Linked DNA regions of Sus scrofa: region 2 is linked to region 1. A link is a contact called in public Hi-C data. All regions are on one chromosome and are shown on one strand. Each heading gives the region's core, a stretch centred on a gene start, on an enhancer-like site or on the middle of the called end of the contact. The rest is flanking DNA. Distances are from core to core; before and after follow the strand shown.

Region 1 (6,379 bases), core at 2,551-5,050:
CCTACTGGCTCTCCTGATTTTTATTGTGTTCATTTCCTTCTTTTTCCTTCTTTGATCTCCTATCTATGTATTCCTAAACCAAACAGTTTAGTTTTTCCCGCTTTTAAAGCTTTATATAAATGGAATAATACTATATATATACATATTTTTTTGTATCTTGCTTTTTTGTGGTCAATATTACCTTTGTAATAATTTATTTATGTTGCTGACTATAACCATACTTTATTAATTTTCATTGTACAAATATATCACAATTTAACCATTTTATGATTGGTAGGCATTTGGGATGTTTTCTTTCTGGTTAACTGAAGAACAATGCTGCTGTGAATACGCTTTTACAGTCATTGTGACACTTAAAATCCTGCATTTTCTAATAATATATATGTAGTAGTGGGACTGCTGCAATAGAGAATGCATATCAAATTTTATTAGATTATACCAAAGTCATTTCCAAAGTGGCTGTACCAGTTTACACTCCCACCAGCCGTGTATAGGGATTGCTAGCCTTTATTGTTTTGCAGGAGATCTTTATATACAGCATTATGGAAATTAGCCCGTTGTAATATGAGCAGCCAAACATTTTTTTCAAGTTTACAATCCCTTTAAAGAGACACTGATGTTATTCCCCCCTAGAGGAATGATAAAATGTAATTGGAAAAAGTGGAGTATTTTAATTTTGAAGTATTTAAATGAAAAGCAAGGGTTCTGGGCTAAACTTACCATTTTTTAAAATGAATAATCCAATTTTATTTGTCTGTTTTGACTTTATAAATGGCTTTGTTTATTTATCTAATCTTTTTAGAGCCACATCCGCAGCATGTGGAGGTTCCTAGGCTAGAGGGTGAATTGGAGCTTTAGCCGCTGGCCTACACCACAGCCACAGCAACACAAGATCCTTAATCCACTGAGCGAGGCCAGGGATGGAAACTGCATCCTCATGGATGTTAGTCAGATTTGTTTCTGCTAAGCCACAGTGGGAACTCCTGGCTTTTATTTTTGTTTTGTGCTTGTAGGCTATATGTTTGGGGTTTTTTGGCCAACCTGCAGCATGTGGAAGTTCCTGGGCCAGGAATGGAAACTGTGCCGCAGCAGTCACAATGCCAGATCCTAAACCCACTGAGCCACTAGGGAACTCCAATCTTACCATTCTTAATTTGCTATTATATATGTTATAAATGCAAATAATCTTAGAAATTTTCATGGAATGCTCTGGAAAACAAGATGCCAAATATAACAATATCAATAGTTAAAAACTGAGTATTTAGCCTGTGTCAGGCATTATTTTAAATCCATGGCATATATTAACTAATTTAATCCTCACAATATCCCTAGGAAGAGGTATGTACAATTTTTTTTTTGCCCCATTTTACACAGTATTAATAAGATACTGAACTGCAGATGTTTTATAGGGCTGGTTTAAGCAATATTAATAAACTCAGAGAAAAAATTCTTTCCTAACTGATAAAGATGTTTTCTTTTTACAATTTTGTTTTCCTTTTTGGTAATGAATGATACCCTGTCCTGGGCTCCTTTTCCCCATCTTCTCAGAGCTTTCTCTTTTTTTCTTTGAAGGGAGACAAAGTGTATATGTCTTTCTTCCGACCCTCATTCATCTCCCCTATCCTTAGTGTCACAGGGATGTCAGACATCTGCAGGCAGGACTGGGAACCAGAGGGTGCTTAGAGCAAGTGGGGAAGGGAAGAGAGAGACATAGAGAAGGGACTAAAGGCAGGGACGGTGAATAAGGAAGAATAGCTCCTTTAGGATAGGGTTTCTTAACATGGGGTACTTTGGAAACCCATGAACATGGATCAGGAAGAGAAATATGCCTTTATTTTTGCTAAAGTCTCTAACAGAAAATTAGCATGTCTTTTCCATTATGAATGGTGACAATACATTAAGTAGTACTAGCAGTATCTGTGATCTTTTCACCAATAGAAAACACAGATATTTTCCTGTTATATGACAATTGTTTAAGATATCTTGAAATATTATTTTTGCTCATTTACTACTTCAAAATTTATGGTGGTCATTAGGTCTGACGTTATCTTATTATTATTTATTTTATTGGAATATAGTTGCTTTTTTTCAGATTCTTTTCCCATATAGGTTATTACAGTTTAAAAAAAAATTTATTTTTTATTTTTAGGGTCGCACCCTGAGGCACATGTAATTACCCAGGTTAGGGGTGGAATTGGAGCTACAGCTGCCAGCCTATGCCACAGTGACAGCAATGCTGGATCCGAGCCGCATCTGTGACCACAGATCATGGCAATTCGGGATTGCAGACCCCCTGAATGAGGCCAGGGGTCGAAACTGTGTCCTCATGCATGCTAGTCGGATTCGTTTCTGCTGCGCCACAGTGGGAACACTGGTTATTACAGAATATTGAGTAGAGTTCGCTGTGCTATACAGTAGGTCCTTGATGGTTATTTATTTTATATATAGTAGTGAGTATGTATTAGTCTCAAACTCCTACTATCCCTCCCCCATTGATCTTATTATTGAATGCATTTACTATAAAGCACATATATTACTATGCTACACTTTAAAAGATATTTTGAAAATTGTATTTTGCTATTACTGGTTTTCTTTGAATTCCTGCATATGTTTATTATGCATTTAAAAACATTCTGAGAAGGGTACATGGTTTGAAAAGGTTAAGAACTCTACTTTTTGGGTATTCTCTTTGTTTTCATTCTTATTGAGTAAGACTAAAGAGGGTCTCTGAAGTGAGTTGTAAGACCTGTGAGGCTCTCATAGTTTTATTATTTTTTTCTTTCCAGAGACCCTCCCTCCCTTAACTTTCATACCTCTGTTGGTAAGAATACTTTCATTATTCTGTTTTTCTTATCTCACGGACTCTCTTTCTGTTTCTTTTCCCACTCCTGACTTTTATTGTGGGTGTCTTTTAAATTTCTATCAGGAGTTTAATCTTTTAGCCTGCCATTGATCACTATATTTAGGTGGAGAGCTCTAAATCTCCCTTATTCCAGATTATCCACCCTTTCCCAAGTTCCATAGCTCTAGTAGCCTCTGGGACACATTCACTTGGTTTTACTACTGGTAGCTGGGACTGGACATATTAAAAACTAAGATTTCTTCCCAATTCTGCATGTTGTCCCACTTTGCCTGGACTACCATCTTATCTGTCCCCCTGGTTTTGCAACCTTATGATTATTTCAAAATTTAAGCCAATTAATTTCCAAAAAATGGGAATCTTTGTGAATGGTACAAAAATCGAAAGCTGCAAAAGGATATGCAGTGAAATGTAAGTCTTGCTCCCACCTGTTCCCCTCAGCTCCCCTCCCAGGAGGAAACCACTGTTACCAGTTCTTAGAGCGATTTTTGATTCTTTCTTATATTGGCTATATCTCAAGCCCTTCCTTGTCTGAGATGTGTGCCTTTTCCTCTCCTGGCTCTCATAACCTTATATCCGGTTGACTTTATATATAAGTATTTGTATGTGTATATTTTATATACATATATGAAATTTCCTCTCATGGCCTTCCGGCCTCAACTTTTCATCATGTAGCTTCCTGGATGAAGAACCTACAAGGGTGAGGGGCTGGGGTTGGGGGTGATGGAGAAGAGGATCTAAAGGGGACTTAGGTGGGGGTTCAGAGTGGCATACTGATGGGAAGCTCTGCCAGCATTTCTATTTCTTTTCCTTCCACCTGAGGCCCCCTTCCAGTCCTCCTATCCAAATGTCTCTTGTTTCCAAGAGCCGAGACAGAGACAGCGAGATAGAGAGACAGAGACGCCAAGGCACCAGCATCCCTCTCCCCCTCTGTCCCGCCCCACCGCTCTGACGGACATCCACCATTAGCCAATGGAGCCCCCGATGTCCCCCGGAAAGGCCAATGAGAGACAGAGGAGGGCGGAAGATTTCCCCGCCCCCACTTCTAGGCTTGGTTGAGCCGTGCAGGTAGGTCCGGGGCCGGGGTAGCCGCCGTTGGCACTGGTGCCCGGGGGGGTGGGGGCACAAGTCGGTAGGGGTGATGGTGGGGAAGAAGAGGCGGCCTCGACCTCTGGAGGCCGAGGGGGCGCCCCGGCCGGGAGGCGGGGAGCCGACGGGCCCGGGGAGCGGGCGCCGCCGAGGGCCCTGGAAACGGCTGGGCTGGGGGAGAGGGGACGTGTGTGTGGGGGGCATAGGGACCCCCGCCCCGCGCCCACCCGCAGGCCTGGGCTGCGGGCTCCCGGCTGAGGGGCCGGGGCCTGGTGCTCAGGGGGCGGGTTGGGCCGGGCCCGGGGATGGGGGCGCCGAGCAGAGCCCGGAGCGCCAGGCCGAGCCGAGGTGGGACGGACCGACGCGGAGAGGACGGGAAGCTGCATCCTGCGGGCCGCCCCCTCCTGAAGCGAGTCAGGGCAACCGCCACAGGCGCCTCTGCTCAGAGCCCACTCTCCTTATCGTCCCCTTCCCAACAATGGGTTTGGGCCAGGAAGGAGTCGCCCCACTGCGGGAAGGTGAGGGGGGTAGGTTTGGGACTAGGGTCCAAGGTGGGGGAGGGGTGGGAACTCGAGCTGTCCCCTTCTCCTCACCGGTTTGCTTTTGCGGTGGAGATCATGGAGTGGCTTAAACCCTCCCGAGACTGGGTCAAGAGTCAAACTGCCCCCCCCCCCACCTAACCCCTCCCCAATCCGACGAGCGGTGAGGAAAGTGATGCCAAGTCTTCGAAGCTGCTGTGATAAACGCATAGCAAGAACAAATCCACTCCAGAGGTTTTATTTTTAATTTTTCTTAGAAATGAGGGTACTATAGTCTTTAAATTTTAAACATTTATTTTAGAGAGGTGGGTGCTGTATTTTTGTCCCTATTCGGGCAAGCCTCCATTTTAAGTAAAACAGTAACTGGTTAAGCTGGAATTTTCATTCAGGCCTAGGACTTGAACAGGGATCCTACAAGAGGTCATTTAATCCATCCTCCTGCCTCCAGACAACCCTGCCTCCCTCCCATCCCCAGAATTAAGTTATTTGGTCTGCTTTTAAAGATCTCTAGGCAAGAAAGATCTCTTATTTGTTTATAACACTTCGATCAAGAATGGATTGTATTTTTCATGTAGAATGGGCTCTGCAACTTAAACTTAAGGAAATTTAGGACAATCAGAATGATCAGAGAGGTTTGATTTATTAAGTGAAATTAAAGGGTCTTTTTTAGGTGATCTATTAACAAGTTACTTTTTAATAGTGCTTATGAAATACCTTGGCTAATCATCTTTCTGTCTGGGGAAAATGGTTTTGGTTTTCTAATTATTTGATAACCAATTTTTGTATTATCTAAAATATGTGTTACATATTTAATCCAATTTTATGTAAAAATATATTTCTGCGTATGTATGGAGATGCATATATCACACACATTTGCCCCTTTCCAAAGGGGATGGTATTTTCTACATCTTTTTAAGATGGTGAGCAAATAGTACTTCAACTCTCTGTCCAGATAGCTTAAACTGGAGTTCCATTGTGGCTCAGCAGTTAATGAATCTGACTAGCATACAACTCTGCTTCGACCCCTAGCCTGGGAACTTCCATATGCCATGAGTCCGCCGCCCCTCCCCCCCCCCCGAAAAAAAGCAGATAACTTAAACTGTTTGCTTATTCTTGATTATTTTTTAATCTAAATGAAAGTCTTCTCTTTCAGATACCTTCTTGAAACAAAAAAATTTTTCCTACCTGCTCATACTTGGTGACAGAGGGGTTACTAAGACTCCTTCTTGCTCATTTCTGAGTATTGTCTGAACTATTCCTGACACTATGAATGCTGTTTGGATGCCTCTTAAGGTAAGATGTGTGTGGGTTTTTTTTGTTTGTTGTTTGTTTGTTTGTTTTAATTAAAGGTCTCACTGTATTTCTTTTTCTTTAGAATTGAGGATTTTCTAATTCTTGAATTTGCAGTTCGCCTTTCCCTTGAAAAAACTGCTGTTGTGTTTGCTTCTGAGGATTGATCAGTTCCTCTTTACTTTGTGTTGCTACTGTTCTTAACTACTGATATTCTCAGATTACAATAATGTGTTTATTTTTGACTTTAAATTATGACAGCCTACAAACTTATAAAACTGTGTTCCCAATCTCAGTAGGATGGATGGCAATTCAAACAGCCAGGTCCACTTTCAAACGAGTGCTTTAGTGTCATAGGTGCTAGGGTGTGTCCCACTCTTGCAAATCTGAAGCTGATTCATGTGTTACAAAAGATGTGTCACTAACCATTTGTTTACTCTGAAACTTCATTTTAGTGTATTAGAACATTCTAAGACCTGTTCCTCTACGTGTATAGTCTGTCGGAGGGTTCTCCTGCTACTTCCTAGTCCTTTGCATGTGAATTTATACTGTTTTTCTCAACAGGTAGCACTTTGTGCCAATTTTCATCTCATAGGATAAA
Region 2 (6,379 bases), core at 2,647-5,146, 550 kb after region 1:
ATGAGTTTAACAATCTACCACAAGATCGGTATTCAGTTCATTCACCAAATATTTACTGGACATCCACTATGTGCCAGGCATCCACCACCCAAGGAGAGTGGTGAACAAGGCAGACGTGGCGCCGCTCTCATTTACATTTTTGGAAGAGAAACGATGGAAAGCAATGACAGATGTGCTGAGAGTTACTAAGAGTTTCAGGTTGCTATGGAAACATAACAGGGGAAAACCCATCCAAGGGGGTCAGGAAAGGTGTCCCTGTGAAATGATGCTTAAACTGAGACCAAAAGAATGAGCTGGCACTAGCTACGTAAAGGGGGGAGGGAGGGAGGAAGAAGGCAGGAAAGCAGTCAGTCTGCAGAGAGGAAATGACATAGAAAGAGATCCAAACACATTGTCTAAGGCAGAGTAAGCTGGAAAACAACACAAAGATAGTCACCAAAATCAGTGTTTTTTAATACCTGCTTACATGTCTTTTGATGTATTACATTATGGAAGCATGAATTATTTTTATAATTGGAGAAAACCAAGCAATTATGCTGTTTTCATTATGGACCGTAACATTTTTTAAATTGCGGGTATGAACATTTTCTCCATCTGGTTTCCTCCTTTAAATGTTGCAATCTCTGCAGCTGCTGCCCAAGTTGGAAGTTGATCGGTCCATTCCCATGCCTAATCCAACATTTGGAGCACTACTCACATTCATATGCTATCCTGGGGAGCCTCTTCTCGTCCAAGAGTTTGGCTGGAGGCAATCCATAAGGCAAAGACTAAGTTCTGTCAAAACTGCCCTTGCAAAAGCCTTAAATAGTTGACAAAATACACTGTGGGTTTGCAGGAATAACTACACCGCCAGATTGTCCTCCAGCATTGGAACAAATCAGATCCTTCAGCTGACCACCAGCTCAAGTAGCTGGCACGAGCCGGAGTGAAGAAGGAAAAAAAAAAAAATCACACTACATCTTTATACACTGGGAACACACTCGGTGTGAAAAGATGCTTCCACTTAGAAAGGCCAGCTGGAAGGAAGACCGAAGAGGAAGCAACCACAGTCCTAGCTCCCATCTCACACTTCGGCTGGGACACCTGCTAACTGAGAGGAATGAAGGGCATAACTGCCCGGACTGCTTTCATGACTGTTGTCGTCTTTTTCGCTAAGCGGATAGGTTACATTTCTTCCAACTAAATGTAATCATATGACTCCCCTGTAATCCTAGCAATGTGCCAGACGTGCCAGGGAGCAACTGGAAAATTATGTATTACCTGGCTTAAAAGTTTACACTCTTAGACAAGATTTTCAAGAAGAAACATGCGATAAAATAAGACATGTATAAAAGGTAACATATTAAAGTGTAAACGGTCCTGTCCCAGGCCGTCAACATACCGATTGTAGGGATGGTCGTCACAATCTCTCCCAGCTTCAACTTATATAAGATGGTGGTTTTCCCAGCGGCATCCAAACCCACCATCAGAATCCGCATCTCTTTTTTCCCAAAGAGACTTTTAAAGAGTTTTTCAAAAACGTTCCCCATTGTAATTGAATTCTGTTACCTGAAGGAAAAGAGAGGCAAGTCAAGTAGTTGTTATTTGCAGAAATACAGACATACAAATACAAGGTATATACATGAAATATAAGTCTCTAATAGAGGTGGCGCCTCGTAAAAATTAAACAATTTTAAGTATCGTTTGGCCAATAAAGAGCAGAGTATCTTGTCTTCAAAGGGCAACTCAACTAAGCCTTTTGATGCCCTGCCAAAAATTTCAGTTTTTCCACTGCAGCATCCAAGTGAGATAGGTGGAAGCACAGTCTCAATGGTGGCAGGCTTTAGTTATCTGAAGTACGGAAGCTGTGACACAACAGATACCACTAATACTTCTGAAATGAGAACTTAAGAGCAGAGAACCAGTTTATTTTACACAATGTGAAGCAAAGTCTTTAAGTCAGGTTAAATAGTAACATCTCTTAGAAATTTAGTAGTTGCCTTTGGCTAGCAGATCATATCAATACCCGGAAAAATTTTCAGAGGTGAGGAAATACAGCATTGGGAAACTACACTGCTAATAGAGAAATTAACTAGGCAAAGAGTTGCAAATATACCATAGCATCCAGAGTTGACCGTTACTCACCTTACTCTTAATTTTTTTCCCCCTTTGGCTTTGCCAGCAGCAGCATTTGGAAATTCCTGGGCCAGGGATCAAACCTGCACCAGGGCAGTGCCCTGAGCCACAGCAATGGCCAGAATGGATCTTTAACCTACTACACTACCAGAGAATGCCTTAATCAATTTTTTTAACTTTTTTTGACATATAGATATAGGAGTCCCCACTGTGGCCCAATGGGATCAGTGGTTATCTCTGTAGCACCAGAACACAGGTTCGATCCCCGGCTTGGCACAGCGGGTTAAAGGATCTAGCACTACTGCAGCTTCGGCACAGGTCACAAGTGTGGCTTGGATCTGATCCCTGGCCTGGGAACTCCATATGCCTCAGGGCAGCCAGAAAGAGGGGAAAATAATACAATTTACATATAGATATAAACATACATGATAACATTTACTTCAATGAAATGTCATAAACCAAATCAAAAAATGATTTGTTGTACCCAGATTTCCTCGTGCCCCTTCCCAGTCATTACTCCCCAAAAGGTGTACTGACATCTAACTGCATAAATGTTCAGTATTTTATTTTTCAGTCGAGTGCATGAAAGATTATATAAAAGAAGCTAATAGCAAAGACAGATTGGCTTTGCCGAAATTTACTCTACATCTTTAATTTTAACGAATCAGCCTATTTGAAGTGTGAGCTTGACATTCCAATTAAAGACTTAGAAGCAGTACTGAATACAACCCTTGTTTCCCTTTCAACTGCAAACCAAAGGAAAACTTTACTCCTGGGCAGAGCAGGGATAAGATGGAACAAGAACAGTCCATCTCCCATTCATCAGAACCCTAGGGACCTCAGAGGGGAGGTCACCAAATTCGAGGCCCCACCTCTAAAACTGAACCTTGTCCTACAGTAGCTTAACTTCATGGATGATGTCCAAGCACACATCGTTTTATTCTACGACCTGAGAAAAGGAGCAGAGCATTTATCCTGCACATAAATTAGGTATAGGCAAACTACTCTAACCAAAGAATGATGCTCAATGTTTTAATCATTCTTACAAGAGCCGCACAGAGTAAGTATATAGAAATACAACGCACTGCAGTACTCAAAAAGCTTGTTGGGCGACAAACTAAAGAGTCTTTGTCTTTGTTTCCGAAAAAGGACAAATCTCATAAATGAGAAAAACAGTGAGGAACATGCTGGGAGAAGGAAGGTTACTTCCCACTTGCATGTCCTATGAAGCAAATACTCGATTCCTCCTCCCAACCGCACACAGTATACACATCCCATGTTCTCCCTCCGGCCTCTCTTTTTTCCTACTCATCTGCTGAGCTGCTGCAGACCCTCTGGAAGACGCTGCCGACCCTGGCGCCTCTTTGGCACGCTCACCCTCCCCTCCCACGAGCACCAACTGTCCATCAGGGAGAATTGCGGGAAGATGTCCAGGACAAGAACCGGAGCAAGTGGCCAAGTGGGCGTGCGCAGCGGGCGAGCAGACGCGCCAGGTCCCCGGGGAAGGCCTCCGAGTGTCCCCTCTGCCTGGCCTCCAGGCCTCTTCCTCTCGAACTGCGGGCCCTCGGGAGAGCAGAGAGCCCAGCAGAGGATGAGAGCCAAGTCTCTCGATCCCCGCAGCCTGGCCATTCTTCTCATAGGGCGGAAAAGGGACAGGGAACCCAAACGCTTTGTGAAGGCCACCTGCTGCTGTCTAGTTTCCCGACCTCTAAAGGTGCGGAAATCCAGCCAGGCCTTCAGCCATCTCTCCCTCGCCTGTGACTCACCTGCCGCCGAACTAAGCACTGGTACCAATACCGCTGCCTTTAAGAATTCGGATCCCCTCCGCAAAATGGCGACAGGCTCGGGGCGGGAACAGTAACCAACCAATCACTCCCTGACTCTTGGAGTTTATTTCTACCAATGAGCTCGAAGTTCCGTGAGTGACGACAAGTCTGACCAATGCCAAGGAGAATAAAAGCCTAGGAGGGCGGACACCCGCCCCTGGGGACCTAGGCGACGGCACGAAGCTTTGGAAATACCGGCTTCATTCTCCAATGACAACGCACCGCGTCCCGGCGAGACACGCCCATGTGCCCCGTCCCAGTGCTGCTCGTGACCAATCAAAAAAGTAAAAAAAAAAAAAAACTCCGATTTGCTCTGCCAATCAACTAGGAAAATTTCCACGGATTGAACGAACCCAGGGAGTATTAGGACCAACTGGGTGCGGGCATGTGGGCGTGGCCAAGTTCTGGGCGTTATTTAAGGAAATTTGCCTTGGTTGAGCTAAAAGTAGAAACTAGTTTGGGGCGTTGGTCTGTGTGGGAAACACCAAGACGCCGACACCAGAGTTAGACATAAGGAAGGTTTCCTATTTAGTGTGAAGCTAGACAGCCGCCCTGTTTTTGAACAGATTTTCAACAGTTGGGAAAAATGCTAGCAACCTGCACCTTCGTTCAGATGCTCAGGACCACGGTCTTGAGAAGTGTTCTCATTAATTCAACACCTAATGCCAACTTGGTTCACTGAAAAGTTTACAAACGCCCGTAAATGGCATATAACTGTGCATTTTAGGAAAAACTAACATCTGTTAATATGTGCCAGGAAATATGTCGAGAACTTGACCTGCATGATATAACGCTCCGTGAACTGGAATCTACTATTATTCCCATTTTACAAAGAGGAAAATGAAATAGTAGGTCAGAGTTTTAAGTTCAGGTCTGACGCCTTAATCTTTTTAACCAAATACTTTCTTGATCGTGATGACTGTATATGTGTATGTATGTGTGTATATATATATATATGTATGTGTATATATATATATGACAGTAAATACAAGAAAGTATGAGAGGTTTTTCTACATGATTCTTTTAAAATTATAATTTTTCCTAACTATAACAAAATTATAGTAATTTTTTAAAGTATAATAAAAAAAAAAAGACACTCCCCACCAGAGAGAGAGACAAAAAAGAGAAAAAAAAAAAAAAAAAAAAAACACCCATCATCCTATTATCCAGAGGCAGTCACTGTTACCATTTTGGTTTATTTCTTTCCAGTCATTTTTCCATGAAATTTTTACATAGTTCAGATTATGAATACATACAGTCTTCTTTTCCTCTTAATCTGAGACCTACACCACAACTCACAGCAAGCTGGATCCTTTAACCACTGAGCAGGGCCAGGGATCAAACCTGTATCCTCATGGATACTAGTTGGATTCATTTCCACTGAGCCACAACAGGAACTCCCTCCACTTAATATTTTAATGAGTATATTCCAGAGTGTTTAACATTTGTCTTAAACATTTTGGAGGGCCATGCCAATGGCATTTGGAAGTTCCCAGGCCAGGAATGGAACCCAAGTCACAACAGTGACAATGCTGGATCTTTAACTACCAGGCCACCAGGGAATTCTGTGTTTGTTTGTTTTGTCTTTAACAGTTTTGGTAGCTGTGTGATATCCCATTATATGGATATATCCTGATTTATTTAATCATTTTCATGTAATTGTCAATGAAAAATTAATCAGTTGATCTAAGAAAAAATGGAAAATTTTATTCGAGTCAAATTGAGAATTATAACCTTGGGAACAGCCTCTCAGAGAGCTCCAAGAACTCTGCCCCTTAAAAGTCAAAGCACAGGTACATAAAATTTTTGAGACAGAGGGCTATACATTAAATGACATATTATTGACAGTTTACACAATCCAGTTCTACATGTGCGAAGTGAGGAGTGGGTCATGGGTCATCATGGTCCCTTACAAGATTAAGGAGAAAGGCTATCCTCTAAAGAGTTGTCTTGTAGGAGTTCCCGTTGTGGCTCAGTGGTTAGGGAACCCGACTAGGATCCATGAGGAGGCAGGTTCGATCCCGGGCCTCACTCAGTGGGTTAAGGATCCAGCGTTGCTATGAGCTGTGGTGTAGGTCACAGATGAAGCTTGGATCCTAAGTTGCTGTGGCTCTGGCGTAGGCCAGCAGCTGCAGTTCCAACGGGACCCCTAACCTGGGAACCTCCATGTGCTGCAGGTGTGGCTCTAAAAGACAAAAAAAAACCAAAGAGTTGTCTTGTAGGTGCTAGGAGAATGTTGCTATTTATAGCTGAGCAGACATTTCTGCTGGTAGGGAGTTTGGGTGGATGCATAATGCATACACAATGCACAGTAGAGGAGAAAGGCCAAAGGGCAGAGAAAAAATTTTTATGTTTAAATTTTCCTTGATTTGCCTTAGAACATAAATTTTTATTTCCTCACATTTCAGTATTTAGGTTGTTTTTAAGTTTTTCTCTTA

What was found. Hi-C and Micro-C count contacts between places; a contact is called where the count stands out from the background.
Region 2: a Hi-C map of embryonic fibroblasts shows a contact between it and region 1, with 2.7 times the contacts expected there. The contact joins the promoter of ARF2 here to the promoter of KANSL1 in region 1. A contact is called at or near these places in 2 of 47 Hi-C or Micro-C datasets (embryonic fibroblasts and retroperitoneal adipose tissue).

Annotation. Positions count from the first base shown.
Region 1 is chr12:16,897,811-16,904,189 of Sscrofa11.1, forward strand. KANSL1 (KAT8 regulatory NSL complex subunit 1) reads left to right here and starts at 3,801. Exons shown (of 15, transcript XM_013989925.2): 1 at 3,801-3,928; 2 at 5,642-5,781.
Region 2 is chr12:17,444,052-17,450,430 of Sscrofa11.1, forward strand. It overlaps ARF2 (ADP-ribosylation factor 2), which reads right to left and starts at 3,897. Exons shown (of 5, transcript NM_001145220.1): 1 at 3,882-3,897; 2 at 1,382-1,548. The coding sequence starts at 1,529. All of the region lies in intron 1 of LOC102165973 (a long non-coding RNA gene), which reads left to right.